Regions from separate parts of the Mus musculus genome. Here region 1 is linked to region 2. A link is a contact called in public HiChIP or PLAC-seq data. All regions are on one chromosome and are shown on one strand. The core of a region is the stretch at or near the end of the contact, and the rest is flanking DNA. Distances in the headings are between cores, read along the strand shown. Region 1 has its middle 190 kb from the start of Gm34052. Region 2 has its middle 22 kb from the start of Gm34052.

Region 1 (6,862 bases), core at 1,328-3,827, 220 kb before region 2:
CACCACCAACTGGTGACTAAGTTCAATTACATGTGCCCATCGGGGAGGCAGAGGCAGGCAAATTTCTGAGTTCGAGGCCAGCCTGGTCTACAGAGTGAGTTCCAGGACAGCCAGGGCTAAACAGAGAAACCCTGTCAAAAACAAAAACAAAAACAGAAACAGAAACAGAAACAGAAACAGAAACAGAAACAGAAACAGAAACAGAAACAGAAACAGAAACAGAAACAGAAACAGAAACAGAAACAGAAACAGAAGCAGAAGCAGAAGCAGAAGCAGAAGCAGAAGCAGAAGCAGAAGCAGACGCAGACGCAGACGCAGAAGCAAACGCAAACACAAACACAAACACAAACAAACAAACAAAACCTTTCTCATACGTTCCACCAAATCCTCACTCTTCAAAGCAAGGCACTGTCTGTCACTTCTTACTGAACCCAGCACCTCACAATTGAAAACTCTGGATTACAGAACAGTAATTCTGAGCTGTTGACCACAGTAAAGGTTTCTCCAGTTCACATGTGTGCATGGAAGTGAGAGCCCGAGGCTAAACCTCACAGAAACCATTAGATAAAACGAGCAACATTCACAAAAGTGGGAATCCCAGTGACACGAGGGTTTTCGTGGAGGTGCATAGTTTTCCTTCTTTCTTCTTCTTTTTTTTTTCCATTTTTTATTAGGTATTTAACTCATTTACATTTCCAATGCTATACCAAAAGTCCCCCATATCCACCCACCCCCACTCCCCTGCCCACCCACTCCCCCTTTTTGGCCCTGGTGTTCCCCTGTACTGGGGCATATAAAGTTTGCAAGTCCAATGGGCCTCTCTTTCCAGTGATGGCCGACTAGGCCATCTTTTGATACATATGCAGCTAGAGTCAAGAGCTCCGGGGTACTGGTTAGTTCATAATGTTGTTCCACCTATAGGGTTGCAGATCCCTTTAGCTCCTTGGCTACTTTCTCTAGCTCCTCCATTGGGAGCCCTGTGATCCATCCATTAGCTGACTGTGAGCATCCACTTCTGTGTTTGCTAGGCCCCGGCATAGTCTCACAAGAGACAGCTATATCTGGGTCCTTTCAATAAAATCTTGCTAGTGTATGCAATGGTGTCAGCGTTTGGATGCTGATTATGGTCCTTCTTTCTTCTTTGGGTAGTTTTTTTTTTTTTTATTTTGTTTTTTAGATATATAAGGCTGCCTGCAATATAGTACCTAACCCAGGATAGCCTCAAGTCTGAGGACTTCAGATCTCAGTCCCTTTGCAAAGTGCCAGGGTTATGGGCAGTGCCACCATATATTGCCTCAGACTAATGTTAGCTGAGCCCATTTCGCCTGACTTCACTGTCCCCAAGGAATATATTCTTTGGCTGAATCCATCAAAGCACAATAAAGGACCACTATGAACAGCTTCCCTTCACAGCCAAGTAGACATGTCTGTCTATTGTGTTAAATCCCGAAAGGTGAGGTGGTTTTTTTTTTTTTAATTGATTGTGCTTCATGCAGGTTCCTGGATCCTTACCAAGCCTCCTGCCTCTTGACCACAGACACAGTTAATAACCCCTGCAGGTCATGCAGCGTCCCTGCAATTGTCACCTGAGCAGCATGAGGGGGCAGCTCTTTATAGCTAATTAAGAGGAAAGCAGTGTGAAACAGAGGAAGCTGGGGGAGACAGGTTGGAGAAACAGAGAAGGGTTGAAGGGTTCTGTATGCATAACTCAGTTCTTAAAAGGAAAATTCAACTTTAACCTCAGCTGAGTGAAGGAGTGATACAGTGAAATGTGAAATCCAATTATTTCAAAATGATACAAGCAAGCCACCTCAGCACTATATGGAATATATATGGTGGATAAGAATATGGAACTAGCCTGAGTCCGTCTAGTCCCCATATCATCTTACTATGAGGCTTATATCTCACAACCTTCCTCGTATTGCTTTTTAACTTTTCCCCCATACTACTTTCTATAACGTCTCCATAGAGAGAGCATGTATGCCTCGCATTACACTATCTTGGTCACTTTCCCAGAAAGAAACTAAACTCATGAGATCAACTCTGATCTGAACATTTCTCCGTGCTATATTCTCTCTCCCCTGTCCTCAGGAGGCAACGCAGGTGCTTCCCTTAAGCACATTGATTTCTTAAGCAATTATGATTTTGGAAAGATTAACTTCAACCCTTTAAAAGATTTTTATCAATGTATTACATGTATGCTCGGATTTATCTACCAGTCTATCTTGTCTTTCCTTTTCCTGTCACCCACAGGTCCCCTTCTACTTTCATGTCACGTGTATGCATTTTAAGAAAATCTAGATTCTGCCTGTGAGAAACAAGCTGATATTTGCCTGAGTCTGGCTCATCTCACTTAACATGATTATCTCCAGCCCTATCTCTACAAAGCCTCTCGTGCTTTGTCTGTGAAATGCAACACTAGTAAAATTCTCCTGCCTGAGAAGGCGCTGATCCTTAAACAATCAGGCTTCCCTTCATTTCAAAACCCACCTCGAAGCTCACCCAGACCTCTGACTGTATTTGGCTAATAATTTATGAGATCAAAGCATGCCGGGTCTGGCCTGGTTTAGTTATTGGAACATGTTTGTTTGTCATGCTTTGCTTCCAGCTGTGGAGTTAAAAAAAAATATTAAGAGCACAGAGCTCCAGAGAGACAGAGGCAAGGGGCTAAGCAGTGACTCAGTGAATGCAGGATAATCATAGAGTCTGTGAGCTATGAGCAAAGACCAGGGTGAGTCCTGACCTTATATCCCAGCAGAGATTTCTCATTTGTTTCATTTTTGCAGTGTGACCTGTCCTGTTCGAATAATACCGATCTTTTGGAATTTTGAGGCCTAAATAATAAGCATCAGTTATTTAGTCAGTATCTATCATGCATCAGTACTCAATGAATACTCAGTAAGTACAGCTATTATAACAGTGCATTGTAACATCACAATTTTACTACTACTATAACGACCATTAGACTATGACTACTATGATTACCACTGGAAATAGTGCTTTTCATTCAAAGATCTCTCTCTCTCTCTCTCTCTCTCTCTCTCTCTCTCTCTCTCTCTCTCTCTCTCACACACACACACACACACACACACACACACACACATCAAGGCACAAGCATACATAGCCATATGCATGGTGACAAAGTCTCAGAGCTATGACATGTCTGAACCATGGAGCTTTATTGATCAGGAAAAAACTAACAGAAGTTAAAATCTAGTTGGATTATACAGAACCAAAAAAAAAATCACAACAAACAAAACCAAAAGTTTATAAATAATATTATACCAAACTAAAAATTTCAAAACAACAAAAGAAGCAATTTCCAAAGTGAAGAGATGCCACATAAGAGCAGAAAAAGTGGTCAACTGTTCACCTGCCAGGGCAATGCCCAAAATATATAAGGAAAACACACATACAAGTAATACAGTTTATAAATGGGCAACTGACCCTATGGATGGCTTTCAAAAGAAGAAATACAGATTGTTAATAATGGTCCATAAATATTCTGTATTGTCGGCCACCAATGAAATGGCTGTCAAAAGGGAGTGCATAAATGTCCATGAAACCTGAAGAAGGACTTCTTATCCAGTCTGGGAGGAAATGTAAATCAATGCAGCCACCATAGAGGATGATGCAGAGAGAGAAGGCAAACCTGAAGGACATTGATATCCCAAACTCAAGAGAAAGAAAATTGGGAGCTTTTTTAAAAGGTGTCTATAACACAAGCCCTATACCAAAAGCCCAGGGAAAATCACAGAAAGCAGGAAAGAAACGTTCTAAGAGACAGGACCAGAGAGTATGAGGTGAGAAAGTGTCTTCTAGTGTACTACAGCAAAGCTACGCCATAAAATATCCAAACTATGCTAGCCTAAGCAAGACCTGTACAATGCAAGCACTGGTAGACATTCTAGCATAGAGAAATGTCACAAGACCACATCCCCAAATGAAGAGTTACCTGCTGCGGAGAGAGGGGAGATGCATCTTCTCCAAGGAAGAGCTGCCAGGTAAGCTATCCAATCCCTGGTAGTTAGCCCTGAACATGCACACATGTGAGCAACACCACAGTGGGTTATATGTTTATATTTATATGTTTATGTTATTTACATATTTACAATAATCATTAAAGAAGAAGTCAGAAAGGTGAGAGGGAGTGGAGGCGTAGGGGAGTTTAAGAAGGGAGAAATGGGGTGTAAACAATATAACTTCAGTACTCGTTAATGACAATCTCAAAATATCACAAAAACATTTTTAACTTTTTAAAGGCCTTTTGCAGAAAATTAACATTTCCATTTGTTTAAATATGATAGTAAGTATCCCTAAATTCATGAAAAATCAGGCGAAGGTACTGAATATCCACTGTGGATACTTTCTACTTTTTTCTGGATTCGTGCCTTTTACTGTTTGAATATTTTAACTTAAAAGATGGTTGTCCATTTCTTATTTGTTATTTATCTTTCCCTTCTTTTCTTATCATATTTAATTGTTTAAAGTTTTGTACCCATGGAAGGAGTTACAGCAGAGACTGAAGGAATGACCATTCAGAGACTGCCCCACCTGGGGATCCTTGTGATATAAAATTAGTCTAATAAAAAACCCTAAAGAATTAAAGGTCTAGAGGTGAATCTAACATATGGGGTAGGTCTTCCCCTGTTGGTCACATACTGAAAGGAACTCAAATCAACAAACCAGACACCTGCACAGTCATGCTTAGTGCAGCTCTATGAACAGTACAGTCAGCTTAGTTACCCATCAGTGGACAAGAGTGTGGCATATGTACACAATGAGGTACTATTCAGTTAGGAAAAAAAGAACAAATTCCTATCATTTGATGGAACTGAGGGGCACTAGGTTAAGTGAAATAATCCAGAAACAGAAACACAAATACTATGCATTGTATTCATGTTCATAGGTGGGAAATTTAAAAGTCAACCTGAATATAGAACATCAGTACTGGACAAAGGAAGTGAGGACCCTGAGTTTGACCAATGAATGCTGTGTATGGTAGTAATGTATATCTAAGCCCCATTATTGTCTACAATTGAAATGCTAGCTATTTTTATAGTATGAGTATAGGCGGGTGAGTCTCATTATAAGAACTTCATATAAAGCATGCAACATAGATTGATCACATTCATTATGTCTTAGTTACTTTCTTATTTCTGTGAAAAGGAACCAGGACCAAGGCGACTTGTAGAAGAAGGAGTTTATTGGAGATTACAGTTCCAGAGGGTTGAGTCCATAGACATCAAGTCAGGGAGCGCAGCAGCTGGCAAACAAACTTGGCTCTGGAGAAGGAGCTTAGAGCTCACATCTGATCCATAAACATAAACACAAAACAGAGAGAGCTAACTGGGAATGACATGGGCTTTTGAAACCTCAAAGTCCATTCCCAGTGACACTCCAACAAGGTACACTTTCTAATCCTTCCCTGCTACATCCACTCCAGTAGTGACTCACATGACAGGTGAGTTTCACGGATGGTTGTAATATCAGCTGGTTATTGTAAGCAAACTAAAGCAGTTCCACAAAGACAAGTAGGTTTTATTCTCTCATGTGGAATTTAGTGGGAAAGGGGCACAAAGGAAAAAGAGATACTGAGAGAGATCTACCAGAGATGAGAAAGGGAAAGATGGACTAGAAGGCAAGTCCGACTAAGTGGGTGAATATCATTATATCATTAAAGTTCGGTTTATCCAAACATTACCAAAAAAAATCCATTATTTGTATAGTTCAAGTGTTACAAAAAAAAAAGATTCTGAAGAGGATATGGAAACAGAAATCTTTGTGCACTGTTTGGGGAGTGGATATTGGTCTGCCCACTCTGGAAATCAATCTGGAGGTTCCTTAGCAAAGCAAAAATAAAGGGAACTTAGCCACAGCATTTCTAGGCAGGCCCTTGAAAAATCAATCACGTTGTAAAACACCAGTATTTGCAAATTCCTTATGAAACTATTCACAAGAGCTACAGTATGGAACCATGCTAAGCACCCACTGGTGGAGGGAAGAATGGGGCACACATCATGAATACAGAACATATTATTCAGCCATTAAGAAGTGCTGAATTGTGTCATTGGTAGAAAAATGGATGGGACCAGAGATCATGTTAAGCAAAATAAGCCAGACTCAGAAGGACAGTTACCACCTATTTTCTGTCATGTATGAAATCTGGAATGGGGATGGGGTGCAATGAGAAGGAGATATTTTAGAAGGGGGAATATTAGCAAGAGAAAGAGTATCAGAAGAAAGAAAGGAGGGCTTTAAGGCTGGGTGATGGGGATGTGCTATGGTTTGAGAGAGAATGGCTCCCATAGGCTCATATGTTTGGATGCTTAGTCCTCAGTTGGTAGAATGGTTTGGGAAGTGCCGCGGACCGGCACCAGTCAGCCTCCCTCAATCTGCTGAAAACCCTTTCAGCTCCTGGTTCTTCCTCTAGCTCCTTCATTGGGAACCCTGTGCTCTGTCCGATGGATGGTTGTGAGCATCCACTTCTGTGTTCATCAGGCACTGGCAGAGCCTCTCAGGAGACAGCTATACCAGGATCCTGTCAGCAATCTCTTGTTGGCATCCACAATAGTGTCTGGGTTTGGTGGTTGTTTGTGGGATGGATCCCCAGGTGGGGCAGTCTCTGGATGGTCATTCCTTCAGTCTCTGCTGTAACTCCTTCCATGGGTACAAAACTTTAAACAATTAAATAAGATAAGAAAAGAAAGGAAAGATAAAAAACAAATAAGAAATGGACAATCATCTTTTAAGTTAAAATATTCAAACAGTAAAAGGCACGAATCCAGAAAAAAGCAGAAAGTATCCACAATGGATATTCAGTACCTTAGCCATTCAGTGCTTTCTGGGTTTTGTTGGGATA
Region 2 (6,606 bases), core at 1,607-4,106:
CATCACCATTAGTCTTAGCACTTTGAAGTATTCCAGTCTAACACCAACTGGCCACATTTGCCTGAGTGTTCTCTCTTATCAAACCTGAGGAAGGCTGAAGGTGCCAGGGCAATAACTTCTAGAAGCAGCTATTACCTGATAACTACAGAGAGCTGGTGAGGAAGTACCTCAATGACCTCACTCTTCCTGGATAACTCAGAATCGATCCAGCGCTAGGTCCCAGAGTGCCCATGTTCACTGCGAAATCTCTAGACAATTTATCCATTAGCATCTGTCAACTCTACAACGAGGTTTCTATCTCTGCATATAAATGAATCTTTAACCATATTTACTTCCTTTATTAATCTTTCTTATCCCATTCCTCTCCTTCCCTCTCCCTTTTTACATGCTCACTATTTCTCTTTCCACCTTGGGGTCCTTTTTCTTCCCATCCTAGGTTCTACTTATACAAGAAAATCAAACATGGCTGTCTTTGGGAACCTGTCTTACTGCTTCACAGGATGCAGTGGTTTGAATGAGAATGGCCCTTGTAGGCTCCTGTGTTTAAATGATTGATCCCCAGTTAGCATAACTGTTTGGGAAGGATTAGGAGGTGTGACCTTGTTAGCAAGGTGTGTCCCTGGGGGCAGATGGATCTGATATTTCAAGAGCTCACATCATTCCCAGTTAGATCTCTCTCTCTCTCTCTCTCTCTCTCTCTCTCTCTCTCTCTCTCTCTCTCTCTCTCTCTCTCCCCTCACTCCACCACCCTCTCTCTGTGTCTCTTGCTGATGGATGTGAGCTCTCAGCTACTGTTCCAATACCATGTCTACCTACCTTCTACCACGCTCCCTGCCATCACAGCCAAATGAGCCCCAAATTAAATGTTTTCTTTTATAAGATGCCTTGGCCATGGTGTTTTGTCACAGAAATAGAAAAGTAGCTAAGACACATGATGATCAACTCATTTCCCTGCAGATGTCCTGACTTCATTCCTATTTATAGCTATGCAATGCATCATGGTGCATATCCAGTACACTTTAGTTATTCCTTCCTCTGTGATGGGCAGCTAAGTTGACTGCCTAACTTTGCTGTTGGGAATAGCACTGTGCTAAGTGTGGGCCATGTACACATCTCTATTGGGAATAGCACTGTGCTAAGTGTGGGCCATGTACACATCTCTACTGATGCTGAGCTGGATCTTTTGGCTATATACCACACGCATGTACGCCATCTGGATGTGTGCCATGTGGCTATGAGGAGGTCAGAGGACATTTTGTTGGCATTTGTTCTCTCCCTCTACCCTGTGAATTCTTGGAAATAAGCATCAGCCATGATGGCTTGTGCCTTTACCCACTGGCTCATCTCTCTGGCCCTTTGTGTGATTTCTCTCCTGAATAGTCTTATGTGGCCCAGCCTGGTTCAAAATTAACTACGTTACCACCAAGGCTGGCCTTGAACTATCAGCGATCTCCTTGCTTTGATCTTCCAAGTGCTGAGACTCTAGGCATGGAACACTATGTCCAATTTCAGATTCATTTTTAGGAACCACCATATGTATTTCCGTAGTGATCAAATTAATTTACATTCCCTGACATTCTCAACTATACTTCTTGCTCTTTTGCTAGACAATCAGTTCAACATGCTCCAAAATATTAGGAATGGGGAAAACATCTGTGTTTCCTGACTTTTGCTGTATTTATTCTTAATCCTGAAACATAGACAAGTTGTGCCTAATACTGAGCCTTGCCTCTCAGCAAACCATTTCAAACAGAACCCTAAACCTCTTTTGTGCTAGGCATCAGTCGGTGATTGCTAACAGGAGGGAGTAAACTGATTCCCTAGGCCCAAATACATAATTTTAAAAGTTTAAATTCACTATTCTAGAAGTTCTGTCCTAAGATGGTGCTAGATCACTGGATTTCACAGTACTCATTGCCTCAAATACACAATTTCAGTTACAATTATATATACATTTATTATAGGTAGTTACAAATATATAAATATATGAATAACTGAAATAGTAATCTCAATTTTCATTAAAAATCCTTCAAGATTATTAATTATAATTTACATTCTAAAATTTAAACCTTCAGAATTTAATTTCTTGTTAATGTACAATTCTTTAATAGAAAGAATACTTAATCACCAAAAGTATTACTCTTAAAACAACTGTCAAGCCTGGGTGAAGTGGAAACATCTAGATTCTTTGGAAAGTCGATTGTGTTACTTGGTGTTTTGCCAAAGCAGACAGGTGAAGGAACATTTAGCTGAAGTAGACACAGATGAAAGGATGTTTCGCTAAGGCAAGCATGTGAAAGGTCGAATGATGAAGGACTCTTCGCTAATGACATGCACCGTATTGGTTCTCCTTACATGCACATTTTTTGAGCTCCATTTGTTGTGACTCCATAGAAAGAAATGCACCCCAAAAACTTTTCATAAGGTTCCTGTGGCTTCTTGCCACTTCTGCAGACTTAGATCAGTTAGCAGAGTGATGTCAGCTGATATAGACTCTCTTGGAATTTTGCTAAGACAGACTCATGTGTTGAGCAAGACACATGATGAGGCTAAGACAGACTCATGTATTGAGGCAAGACCCATGGAGAACATGTGATGTTTGGAGGGAGTATAAATAGGACCTAAGGGACAGTGATAAGGGGCTTGCTTGTTTCTTTATCTTGTGTCTTTCCTAATTTCTGATTTGTTGAGAGAGGCACAGCAAAGAATTTCCCCTGTTATCCTTGCGGGTCCTAATCCCTCCTGCTGAATCCATCCAATTCAGCTAAGAACCAACTCTTTCTGCTAGGTCATGACACTACTGAACTGGACTGCTGATCTATTTGTGAAGTGTCTGTGAGCAGATCAAGCTGCCGCTGCTGACCTATGAACTGAACTACTGATTTCCTGATAATGCAGATGGGGTTTGCTCCAAAGAACAATCTTTAAACAGGTCCATTTCCCCTGTACCTTAATAACCTTCCTTTTCCACTACCTCTGGTGGGTAGTGAGCTAGAAGGGAGGTTCGAGCATGTAAGAACCATTATTAAAATTAGGGTTGAGAAAATTTAAGCCTATACCTAGGGCTAAACCAATAAATTGAGGATGATTTCCAGAAGTGTCCTGAGTCAAGACTCAGAACCGTTAAGTTCTGAAAACTGAAACCAAAATTGTCACAGACGTTAAAGGTGAAGCTGGAGTTGATTTTCAGGCCTCCAGGGTTTGGTTCTACAGAAACTCTCTGGATGGCAGAAACCTAGAAATGTAAAACTGTAAGATGGCAATCACAGCATCTACTCTTTTTTTCAATGCCACCTACTTGTTTATTACCACTGCAATATTTGCACCAAAGTACATAGCAATGATAGCAGGTTTCTTTTGAAAGCTTAGTATTCGATACTAAATATCTCCACCGTTTTGATACTACATTACTGTTGCAGGCAAGAAGATAGATACATATAGTTAGTATAGCAACAGTTACACTTTATTATGCTGAGGGTTATTACACAAAGTTCATACCCTAAATTCCTAACTAAGGTCCTAATCCTATCTCCCCAAAGCTGTTCACCTGATCGACTTAGCTAAAGGTCAGGTCCAGTGTTAGTATTTGATTCAAGGGTCAGGATCCTGAGGGAGACTCTTCAACCGCAAGGCAGATCAAGGTGACGTCTCTCCAGATGTGCAGAGACGAGCATTGCTCTTGGTGTCTGCTAATATACCATCCAGTGAGTGTCATAGGGTTCTAGGGCTGTGTCTGGTTATCCTGAGTGAGTGATGTCACTGAGTCCGGTTATTAGATGCAGCCTTGGGTGTGGTGGGGATCCTGACTAAGCTATTTTTACATGTCTAAAAGACTCTTTTCTTTACTATGCTCATTACAATTATTCTTCCAAGAAGAAAGTTTTAAAACTCAAGCTACTTCAAGCTGAGATGCACTTCCATGGTTAGCTGGGCTACAATCAAGGTGATAGGTTTTTTTGTTGGTTGGTTGGTTTGAGGGTTTGTTTGTTTGTTTGTTTGTTTGTTTGTTTGTTTTCCTGCCATATATAAGCAGGTCTAGGCCCTAGAAAGGTGGGACCAAGGTATGATTGTTTTGTTTTGTCTTATTTTAAGATCTCCACAGGTTAGTCAGCATTTACTCTTAACAGCTGTAGCAGAGAGACTACAGAAATGCAAGGCAGCTGTGTGATCCACCCAGAACACCTACTCGTGTTAAACAGGGTTGAAGAGGGGTTTTTTGTTTTGTTTTGTTTTTGTTTTCTGGTGGCAAGCACTAAATCCCTGGACTGCAACTCTAGCTCTTAATATTTTGGAGACAGGATCGTGCTGTGCACCCTAGGCTGACCTTGAACTTTGGATACACCGCCTCCATCTTCCAAGTGCTGGGTTTACAGGTGTCTGCTGCCATACATGGCTAATATCGTCTTGTGTTAATGAAAGGATTTGTTTCCCTTGACATTTAATTGCAAAATACAACATTAAATATTATGAAGTATCAATAGTAATAAGTGTTATTAGAAATCCAAATGATATGCCACAAGTATGAGGCAATTACTGTCTGGAGCTCCTTACCACTAACCTTTCCTTTCTACCTATCCCGTGGGTCTTTATATCTCATCCCTCCCCTGATTATATATCTCTTTGCAAAGTGTATACTCCACGGCATTAGTGTAACTCTGACAGTCTCGACTCTTCTTGTGCATAAACTGCATCCCGAATCACATCAGAATCCTCCCAGGGCAAGATCCCTTGGTAGCCAGCCTGTCCCATCTCCCACAGCACATCACTCACTGCTGGCCTGTTGTGATAATCCTGCCCAAATCTATTTTGCTAGGATACCAACCTAAGTTGAAAGAGTGCGTGTGCGGGGAGGAGCTTAAGAAACCCCTCCTGAGGACCAGTGGTCACTAGGTCTGTAGGATTCTGTCTGAGATCATTTCTAGTTTAACTTACAGCAGACTATAGAATGAGCAGTAATTTTTTTTTCTTTCTATTTTTTATTTTGGAGATTATAGTATAATTACAACATTTCTTCTTTTCCTTTTTTCCCTCCAAACTCTTCCAAATAATCACTCAACCTTCTGCCCCCCTCACAGTCCCTCCCCCATCCCCCTAACTCCCACCCCCTCCTTCCCTTCTCCTCTGAGAGGGTAGAGGATTCCCCTGAGTCTCCCCCCACCCTGGCACCTCAAGTTCCTGCTGGGTGAGGTGCATCTTCTCCCACTGAGCTAGGGGAATGTATTCCACAGACAGGCAACAGCCTTAGGTACAGCCCTCAACTCCAGTTGTTGGGGAACCCACATGAAAACAGAGCTGCACATCGAGCAGTAACTTTAAAAAAAAAAAAAGTAAATTTTATGTGTATTTATTTGCCTGCATATGTGGACCTGAATGTGTGCCTAACTCCTATAGTGATCAGTGTGAGAGACCAAACCATAGGAAACTAGGTCCCACCCTAAAGAGCCGGCTGACCCTTTGAAGGGAATTATGTCACCCCCTCCTTCATTGCCTCCACCTGGCGCCTGAGACTGCCAGCTTCACTCCCTTCTTCACTTGGCGCCTAGAACTGCTTAGATTAAGGCAGCTTTACCTCCTCCTCCATGTCTCCATTTGGTGCCTGGGACTGTTTATGGCACTCCAAGATAGCTACAAGATGTTTGATGGCTTCCTGGGACTGTGAGGTCAGGGCTGGCACCCCAAGATAAACTGCAGAATGTTTGAAGGCCGCCCGGGACAGTTTTAGGGCCGATATTCCAGGATAAGTTGCAAGAAGCCTGTAATCAGCATTCGCCCCAGATGTCCATCCCTTTCTCTGTATTTTATTATGCCCCCTCGACCCCTCCCTATTTTCATTCACTGTGTGCTTATAATCAGGCTCCTAGCCTTCATCAAACAGACCTTGACAACTCTTTGCTTGGTCTCGATTCCCTTTCTCCGCTCATTTTTCTTTCAGGCCCTGGTCCTCCTCGACCCACGGAATAACTAAATCCTGCTGGACGGGACAGATCAGAAAGAAAAGGGGGTCAGATCCCTCTGAAATAGGTGTTACAGGTGACTTTCAGTCACTGCCCTGTGGGTTTTGTAAACCGAAGTAAGTGTAGCCAATGCTCTTTTTTTTTAATTAGATATTTTCTTTATTTACATTTCAAATGTTATCCCCTTTCTTGATTTCTCCTCCTAAAACCCCCTATCTCCTCTCCTCTCCCCTTGCTCACCAATCCACCCACTCTCACTTCCCTTTCCTGGCATTCTCCTACACTGGGGAATCTAGCCTTCACAGGTCCAAAGGCCTTTCCTCCCACTGATGACCTACAAGGCCATCCTTTGCTACATACATGGCTGGAGCCATGGGTCCCTCCATGTATACTCCTAGGTAAATGGTTTAGACCCTGGGAGCTCAGGGGGTACTGGTTCGTTCATACTGTGGTTCCTCCAATGGGGCTGTAAACCCCCTCAGCTCCTTCAGCCCTTTCTCTAGCTCCTCCACTGGGGACCCTGTACTCTTAACTACTCAGCCATCTCTCCAGCCCCATGAATAGTGGCTTTAAAACAATCCTTTCTTGCAATTAAGTGTGTTGGAAGACACCAGTAATTCAAGCATTTAGGAGGCAGGGACCACAGCATCTG

What was found. HiChIP or PLAC-seq counts read pairs in DNA pulled down with a chosen protein or histone mark.
Region 1: an H3K27ac HiChIP or PLAC-seq map of hepatocytes shows a contact between it and region 2, with 5 times the contacts expected there. The contact joins two enhancer-like sites. A contact is called at or near these places in 2 of 484 Hi-C or Micro-C datasets (adipose-derived mesenchymal stem cells and myocytes) and 1 of 115 datasets of contacts at active chromatin or transcription factors (hepatocytes).

What each region holds. Positions count from the first base shown.
Region 1 is chr7:40,054,721-40,061,582 of GRCm38.p6, reverse strand. No RefSeq gene overlaps it. Among named protein-coding and RNA genes, the nearest start is that of Gm34052, 190 kb to the right of the region's middle. Within about 2 kb of position 2,577, at least 1 of the 459 cell types and tissues checked has an H3K27ac peak or open chromatin away from gene starts, as enhancers often do. A contact at or near this core is called in hepatocytes, where this site is marked.
Region 2 is chr7:39,838,456-39,845,061 of GRCm38.p6, reverse strand. No RefSeq gene overlaps it. Among named protein-coding and RNA genes, the nearest start is that of Gm34052, 22 kb to the left of the region's middle. Within about 2 kb of position 2,856, at least 3 of the 459 cell types and tissues checked have an H3K27ac peak or open chromatin away from gene starts, as enhancers often do. A contact at or near this core is called in hepatocytes, where this site is marked.